Regions from separate parts of the Mus musculus genome. Here region 2 is linked to region 1. Evidence: chromatin contacts called from public HiChIP or PLAC-seq data. All regions are on one chromosome and are shown on one strand. The core of a region is the stretch at or near the end of the contact, and the rest is flanking DNA. Distances in the headings are between cores, read along the strand shown. Region 1 overlaps Tnrc6c (trinucleotide repeat containing 6C). Region 2 overlaps Pgs1 (phosphatidylglycerophosphate synthase 1).

Region 1 (3,512 bases), core at 428-2,927:
AGACAGCAACCAACATTCAAAAATCTACTTTGGTGAAATTCTTAGGAATCTAATGGTGTGGGGCATGTGTACCATTTCTTCTAAAGTGAAGGATGAGTTACTGCACTTAGAAAGAAGCGTTTAATGGGCCTGTCTGGATTCTGGAGACAGCACATCTACTCACTTGGGTGTGTTACTCAGGGTCCGTAGACCCAGTGACTTGGGAAGGTGCTAGCTTCGTGTGGAGCCTGAACAGGAGAAGACTTCTCAACAGGTCCAGGCTACTATGCAGGTTGCTCTACCAATTGGACCATATGGTCCTGCAGAGCCAATGGTGCCTGAGGTCTCAGTGGTAGACAGGGATGTTGTTAGGGTGTTTAGCAGGCCTACAGATGACTCACAGAGACCTTTGGGATTTAGGAGCAAGGACCAACCCTTGGCTGCAGACAACTATTCTCTCTTTGAAAGACAGCTCTTGGCTTGCTAGTGAAAATTGATCATTTGACAATCAATGGGCCACCAAGTTATCATGCAACTTGAACTTTCTATCATGAGCTGAGTATTACCAAACCCTCCAACTTATAAACTAGGATGTATACAGCAGCAATCCAATCAAATGGACACAGAATATATATGATCGGACCCAAGAAGGTCCTGAAGCCACTAGCCCAAATGCCTACAGGTTCTATTCCTGTTACAATACCATCTGCTGAGATATAACTGTGTGTTCAGTTGACAAGTGTGTACCTGGGAGGGATATTCCTCATTGTCAACTCGTTTACATCTGGGAGGGATATTTTTTCTGAATTAAATCATGTGAAGTGGGAAGACACATTTTTAACCTGGATCTTTTGAGATGGGAGGATCCACCTTTGCTTTGGGCTACACCCTGGCAGGCAGCCTCTATAAGGACAAAGAAGCAAGCTTGCTAACAGCCTGCTCATTCCAGCTGTAAAGCCCGTGCCTTCACTGGCAGTGGAGCCTACGTCTTTGGAATTCTCCTGTACACTGAAGGCCAGCTAAGACATCCAGCCTCGTGGGCTGAATCACTGCTGGAATCTCAGACCTTCCATTGGTAGACAGCCACTGCTGGATTAGCGTATAACAAACCCCACATAATTCCCGCTCTAAGTCTGCTCCTCTGGAGGACCCTAACTGATATACTCTAACATTTTAATTTTTATATCTACATTTGGTATTAGACCTTCATATATGCCTGTGTGAGGGTGTCAGATCCTCTGGAACTGGAGTTATAAACAGTTGTGAGCTGCCATGTGGGTGCTAGGAATTGAACCTGGGTCCTCTGGAAGAGCAGCCGCTCTTAACCTCTAAGCCACCTCTCCAGCTTCCCACTCTCCTAATTTGGATGGAGCTCAGGGAAAGTCAAGACCACTTGAAGAACTATCACAGTCATCAGAAGGAACATATTGTGTTCAATATCAACCTTTGAAAATAGTTACACAAGCTTTGTTGCTTGACGTAAAAACTAACATAGCTGGGGGATAGGCAGGAAACGAAGCTCTCTATGTTCAAAGGTTGGTGCTGACCACAGTATGAGCCTAAGCTTAGTGAGGCTCACAAACAAACCTGGCCCACTGTGCACACAGGGAAGAGAAGGTGAGGGAAGTGGGGTGACCAGCTGAAGTCTGAGACTCCTAAGTAGTGAGGAACCAAAACTCATGCTTCAAAACAAGACTCTCCTGCTAGTTACCACACATCAGTGCAACTCCCCTAAAAAGGGAAGATAAATGAGGTTCAAGTGTAACGCTAAATACTCTTTTTCCTGTTTAAATGGCTTATATGTTCTATAAATAGTAGCCTCTATAAAAATCTAAGCAACATAGCTGTCTTAAGTGACTAAATCCAAAAGGATTAAATCAGCGGGCGGTGGTGGCGCACACCTTTACACTTGGGAGGCAGAGGCAGGCGGATTTCTGAGTTCGAGGCCAGCCTGCTCTACGGGGTGAGTTCCAGGACAGCCAGGGCTACACAGCGAAACCCTGTCTCAAAAAACCCAAAAAAATAAAAAATAAAAATAATTAAAGGATTGAATCACAACAACAAGGGAAAAAGCTTTCCTCTTGATGTTTAAATACCCACATTACCCTATGAGGATAAAATTTTCTCTTTTTAAAAAATATTGTTTATTATTATTTATACCAGTACACTGTAGCTGTCTTCAGACACACACCAAAAGAGTGCATCAGATTCCATTACAGATGGTTGTGAGCCACCATGTGGTGCTGGGAACTGAACTCAGGACCACTCGGAAGAGCAGTCAGTGCTCTTAGCCCCTGAGCGTTCTCCCCAGCCAGAGGATAACACAGACCTCCCAAAAGCTATAGTAAGCCACATCCATATCAGGCAGTGACTTGGTCAGGTAGGAAAGTTAGGACTCTGTTGAATGCTTTTATTGGCACTCACACAAACAGCAAAGGAGTTTGTTCTTCACCACCACAGGTCTTTTAACTGAATGACAAACCACAAACTGGAGAAAGCAGTCCCTGGTGGTTTTGACCATGTGTGTCCCTTAATATTTACTGTGAGCACAGATTCCTTGCCTCTGGTTTTTGGGTCAAAGAGCATAGCTGTCGTTAGCTCTTGAGACCCTCCCTCTCTACCACATGTAAAATTGACTTCATATAAAAATCCAAGGGAGACATAATCAGCCACCAAACCCGGACACTATTGGATACGCCAGAAAGATTTTGCTGAAGGGACCCTGTTATAGCGGTCTCGTATGAGGCTATGCCAGTGCCTGGCAAATAAATACAGAAGTGGATGCTCACAGTCAGCTATAGGATGGAACACAGGGCCCCCAAGGGAGAAGCTAGAGAAAGCACCCAAGGAGCTGAAGGGGTCTGCAACCCTATAGGTGGAACAACAATATGAACTAACCAGTACTAGTCGGCCATCATTGGGAAGAGAGGCCCCTTGGTATTGCAAACTTTATATGCCCCAGTACAGGGGAATGCCAGGGCCAAGAAACAGGAGTGGGTGGGTAGGGGAACAGGGCGGAGGGAGGGTATAGGGAACTTTTGGGATAGCATTTGAAATGTATATAAAGAAAATAGCTAATAAAAAATAAATTAATTTTAAAAAATTCAAGGGAGAAAGTACTTTGTGTTCTAAATTCCTCCAACGGAGGGGCAGAATCTCTCCCATCTCATCTGTCCGCTGCTACAGCCCAGACAACCAGCAATGTGGAACACAGAAAAATTTGCTGTAAACGATAATGTCTCTAAAAGAATAATCTGCCGTCGTGTTTCCGTACAAGAGACGACATGTCAAGGTTGAGAGTATGAGGAGACAATGAGGGGTAGTGTAGGGAAGGTGTGCCTGCCTGGAGTGTCTGGCAGCATGGTAGGTAGGCAGCACCATGGTCATGGCTTTGCTCAGTGCAGCACTGCAGCTCAGAGCTGCCTGTCACTCTGGCTGGGAGAAGCAGCTGCTCCAGGCTCAGGGTCTGTTTCTCTCCTGCTTTAGGGAGAGGAAATAGCTGCAGCCCTGTGGAAAAGATGGCCCTTGGCAAC
Region 2 (3,512 bases), core at 679-3,178, 270 kb before region 1:
ATGTCCCATTGAAAACTAAGCCTGAGAGCTTCGAGGCAGAGGCTGTCGGGCTCACTTAGGGAACCAAGACAAGCTCATGCAATTTCCACATTTACAGCTAGTTCCCCTAAGTCATCTCTTTCTAGATAGCATCTAGCACCCAGTTCTGATTACAGGAGAAGGAAGTGGTGCGAACAGACAAGCAGGTCTGAAGGACCTGCCAAAGGCCTCTCTCTCCTTTCCCTCGGAATGTCCAGAGAGTACAGAGAACAGGGCCTGCAGGCCAGCGGTCCCCCCACCCGACACCCAAGGCCTGGAAGCACACATTCCGAGGCCTAGAAGCATGTGGGGCCAACAGCACAAAGGCATCCTCAGCCTGCAGCCTGCGGACCAGGACAGCATCCTCTCACAAGTGCGCAGGCCACACCCACAGGATACCTGACTCTGGGTCAAGGTTCAGCCAACAGAATTAAGGCTTCCTGGAGATGTTGCAGACAAATTCCCTGAACTCAGGAATGACTGGAAAGCCAATAGGCAGGGTCCTATGGAGGGAGCACGAGTGTGAAAGGTGGAAGTGGGTCAGGCAGAGAAATAGGCTTCTTCCCATCATCCCAACGACCTACAGACTCAACCACCCCAGCACACAGCATGTACATGCTTCTCTGGGCCCCTGAATGGATGGCGAAGTCAGCCTGGTGTACATGAGTCCCAGGTAAAACAGTTTCCCCCTCAACACTCCTCCCCAGCATCAACTGGGTTCAGAATAGCCAAACTGCCACCCCACAGAAAGCACCTTGGGTGGCGCAGCAGGACCATTCATCTCACCAAGCATTTTGAGGCTCCAAGTACCTGTGGAAAGACACTGGCTTGCCTTGCCTATGGGTGAGCCATGGTGAGACCCAGCCTAGCTCCCCTATTCTTAGCGGAGAGACAACCCCAGAAGCACAGTGTTGTCTGCAATTCACCTCTGAAGCCACAGTCCCAGTGCTGCCACCACCCTCGGGAGACAGTAGGACTAAAACTCCTTCCCAGGGTAGGCAACAACACACCAAGGCTCACTCTGGATGAGTACATGAATTTACTCATGTACTCATGAATTACATGAGTGGCTTCCTGACAGAGCACAGGGGATGGGTCAGCATATGTGCTCCCCACAAGAAGGACACACCAGAAGCAGGGAAAATGATGTCCCCAAAGCCCCCTCTCTGCAGTCTTCGCCAGCCTATATACCTTACCCCTGCTCTAGGGCCATGTGCTGTAAGCAGCAGTCTTGCATACAGCAGGTGTTAAAGAGAGAATACTTGCTCAGGTGTGGGTCTTGTGACCCTCCCAGACCATCTATGAAGGATAGATGTGAAGAGACAAGCCCAGCTTAGATCTCTTTTCAAGTCCACACAGCTGAAAGACCAAGATGACAGTTGTTTGGCTCTGGGGATACAAACTGTAGGTCAACCTGCTCAGCTTTGGACAGTGCTGTGAAGCTGAAAGACTGCCTGCCCTACCAGAGAACCCTCAATGGCCAGGAATGCTGTGTCCTGCACATCGGCCTCAGGGTTCATTCCCTCTGGGAAACACACAGAGTTCCTGGCAAAGACTGATGGGATCCCAGTCAAATCTGTCCAAAAACACCCCCTGCCCTTCCCTCCAAGTCTTTAAAAGAAACTGTGGTATTTGGTCATCCCATTTTCAGAAACTACTTTTTCAGAAGAGTCCACCCTCCACTCCCCCACATTTACATATTTACACGTAAAGGTAACTGATGAGAAGATCAACAGTCATAGCTTCCTGAGAAGTCTGTACTTCCTGCAGCCCTGGCAGCAGAGGCCCTTCCTGACTTCTGCCGTCTGAGCCCAGGAAGGGAAGTGATGCTCTCGGTTACTCAACACTGTGGCCACTGGACTCCCCAGCAAGCACCGCTCCAGCTATACACTGACCACAAGCTAAAGGGAAGTCAGTGACACTGGGGACTGAAGAGCTGCCGGCTACTGAGGCACAGCAGGAACTAAGCATGACATGGACCATACCTGCCCCCGAGGGCTCCCGTCAGGCTGTCTCCTTTACTGACTTAAGTCAGTATTTACAGAGAGGATTAGATATGGAAGGAACTGAGTGGTTTAATCCCAGGCAGCTCTCCATCTGCTTAGCAGCATGTGCCCAGCTGGGCCCCACTCACACCAGCTAAGTCACACTCAGGGAAACTCAACAGCAACTTACCAAGCTACAACTAAAAGTCAATCAGCTGAGAATTCTGAGAAACTATTCCTTGGTTCCAGATTCTCTCTGCCACCTGCTCTCACTGCCCTAAATAATAAATCAGGAGGCGACTGAGGACTGAGGACTAGCTCAGTGGCAAAGTGCTTGTTCAGCATATGTAAGCGTCCTGTGTTCAAACCCAGGACAACCAGAAAACGTTGACAAACTCAGGGAAGCAGAGCACAGTGAATAGTACTTGAAATAAGAAGCACTTGAAGGCAAGTGGATCAGCTGTTCGCGTTTGAAGCTAGCCTGGGCTACATAAGACGATGTGTCAAAAACTAAAATAAGCCAAAGGACAGAGCTCTAATGAGTTGGGAAGGCCGAGCCCCCACATTAGAAATGGTCAAAGGAGAGTAACCCTGCAGTGGGAAAATTCCTCAGTAGAAGTTTCTCAGGATGTCCACTAACCCTCCAAAGTCACACCGTTCAAAGACCCTTCCCTCTATGGTTACTTGGTTCCCTCTCACAAGCCAGGAATTGGACCAGTGTCTCTGTCTCGCCGCCCCTCCCCCACAAAATAAGATTTTGTTATACATAGTTAATAAATAAATATTGCTTTAAAGGAAAGTCTACAGGCCACAAGAGGATACTTTCTTGTATGGCAAACAAATTCAAGATGAGGACAGAACCCCCTCTTTATACACTTCCCACTAAGTCTCACCTGCTCCAGTAAGGAGCCCATTTTGTGCATCACTAGGCGTGGGCTTCTGAGCACTGGGCACCTCCACCTGGCTGCAGCTCACAGGCCACAAATGACCTCATCATCATTCCCCAAACCTGTGGCTTTTACTCCGGTTCAGTCACCCGACGCCCTACCTCAGCAGCATCCCCAGTGCAGGACTAACTCTTCCCTCCCATTGCCCTGACATCACAGGAGCACCTCCACCACCAATCTCAGGCCTGCGCCATTCACAAACGAAATCACACAAGGACCTAGCGTTTGCCTCCAAGGTCTCTGGCCCAGGACACTGACTTGCTCCTAGCTCCTCTCCTACTTAGCAACACTCCATCAGCTGCTAGAAATGGTTCAAGCACTGCCCCCCCCCCACGCCTGCTCACATCACCCCCCCTTAAATGCCCACTCCCCCTTCTTCACTTTGCTTCATTCCAAACAGCTCTGGGCTCTGCCACTGGGAGCCTTCCATAATCTCAGAAGCCTCTCCTGGGTGTCACTATGACCTTCCACCCTACTTTCCTGGAACTGTCTGCTCATAGGCTGAAACACTTTAAAGGCAGGGCTGTGCCTTTATCTCGCCTAGAAGAGCAATGACCCATCC

Evidence for each region. HiChIP or PLAC-seq counts read pairs in DNA pulled down with a chosen protein or histone mark.
Region 2: an H3K27ac HiChIP or PLAC-seq map of microglia shows a contact between it and region 1, with 6 times the contacts expected there. The contact joins two enhancer-like sites. A contact is called at or near these places in 3 of 39 promoter capture datasets (3T3-L1-derived adipocytes, liver and pre-B cells), 2 of 115 datasets of contacts at active chromatin or transcription factors (extraembryonic endoderm stem cells and microglia) and 1 of 9 other capture datasets (adipose tissue).

Annotation. Positions count from the first base shown.
Region 1 is chr11:117,717,111-117,720,622 of GRCm38.p6, reverse strand. All of the region lies in intron 4 of Tnrc6c (trinucleotide repeat containing 6C), which reads right to left. Among named protein-coding and RNA genes, the nearest start is that of Tmc6, 62 kb to the left of the region's middle. Within about 2 kb of position 1,677, at least 23 of the 459 cell types and tissues checked have an H3K27ac peak or open chromatin away from gene starts, as enhancers often do. A contact at or near this core is called in microglia, where this site is marked.
Region 2 is chr11:117,990,292-117,993,803 of GRCm38.p6, reverse strand. The region is part of intron 1 of Pgs1 (phosphatidylglycerophosphate synthase 1); the gene reads right to left. Among named protein-coding and RNA genes, the nearest start is that of Pgs1, 5.2 kb to the right of the region's middle. Within about 2 kb of position 1,928, at least 155 of the 459 cell types and tissues checked have an H3K27ac peak or open chromatin away from gene starts, as enhancers often do. A contact at or near this core is called in microglia, where this site is marked.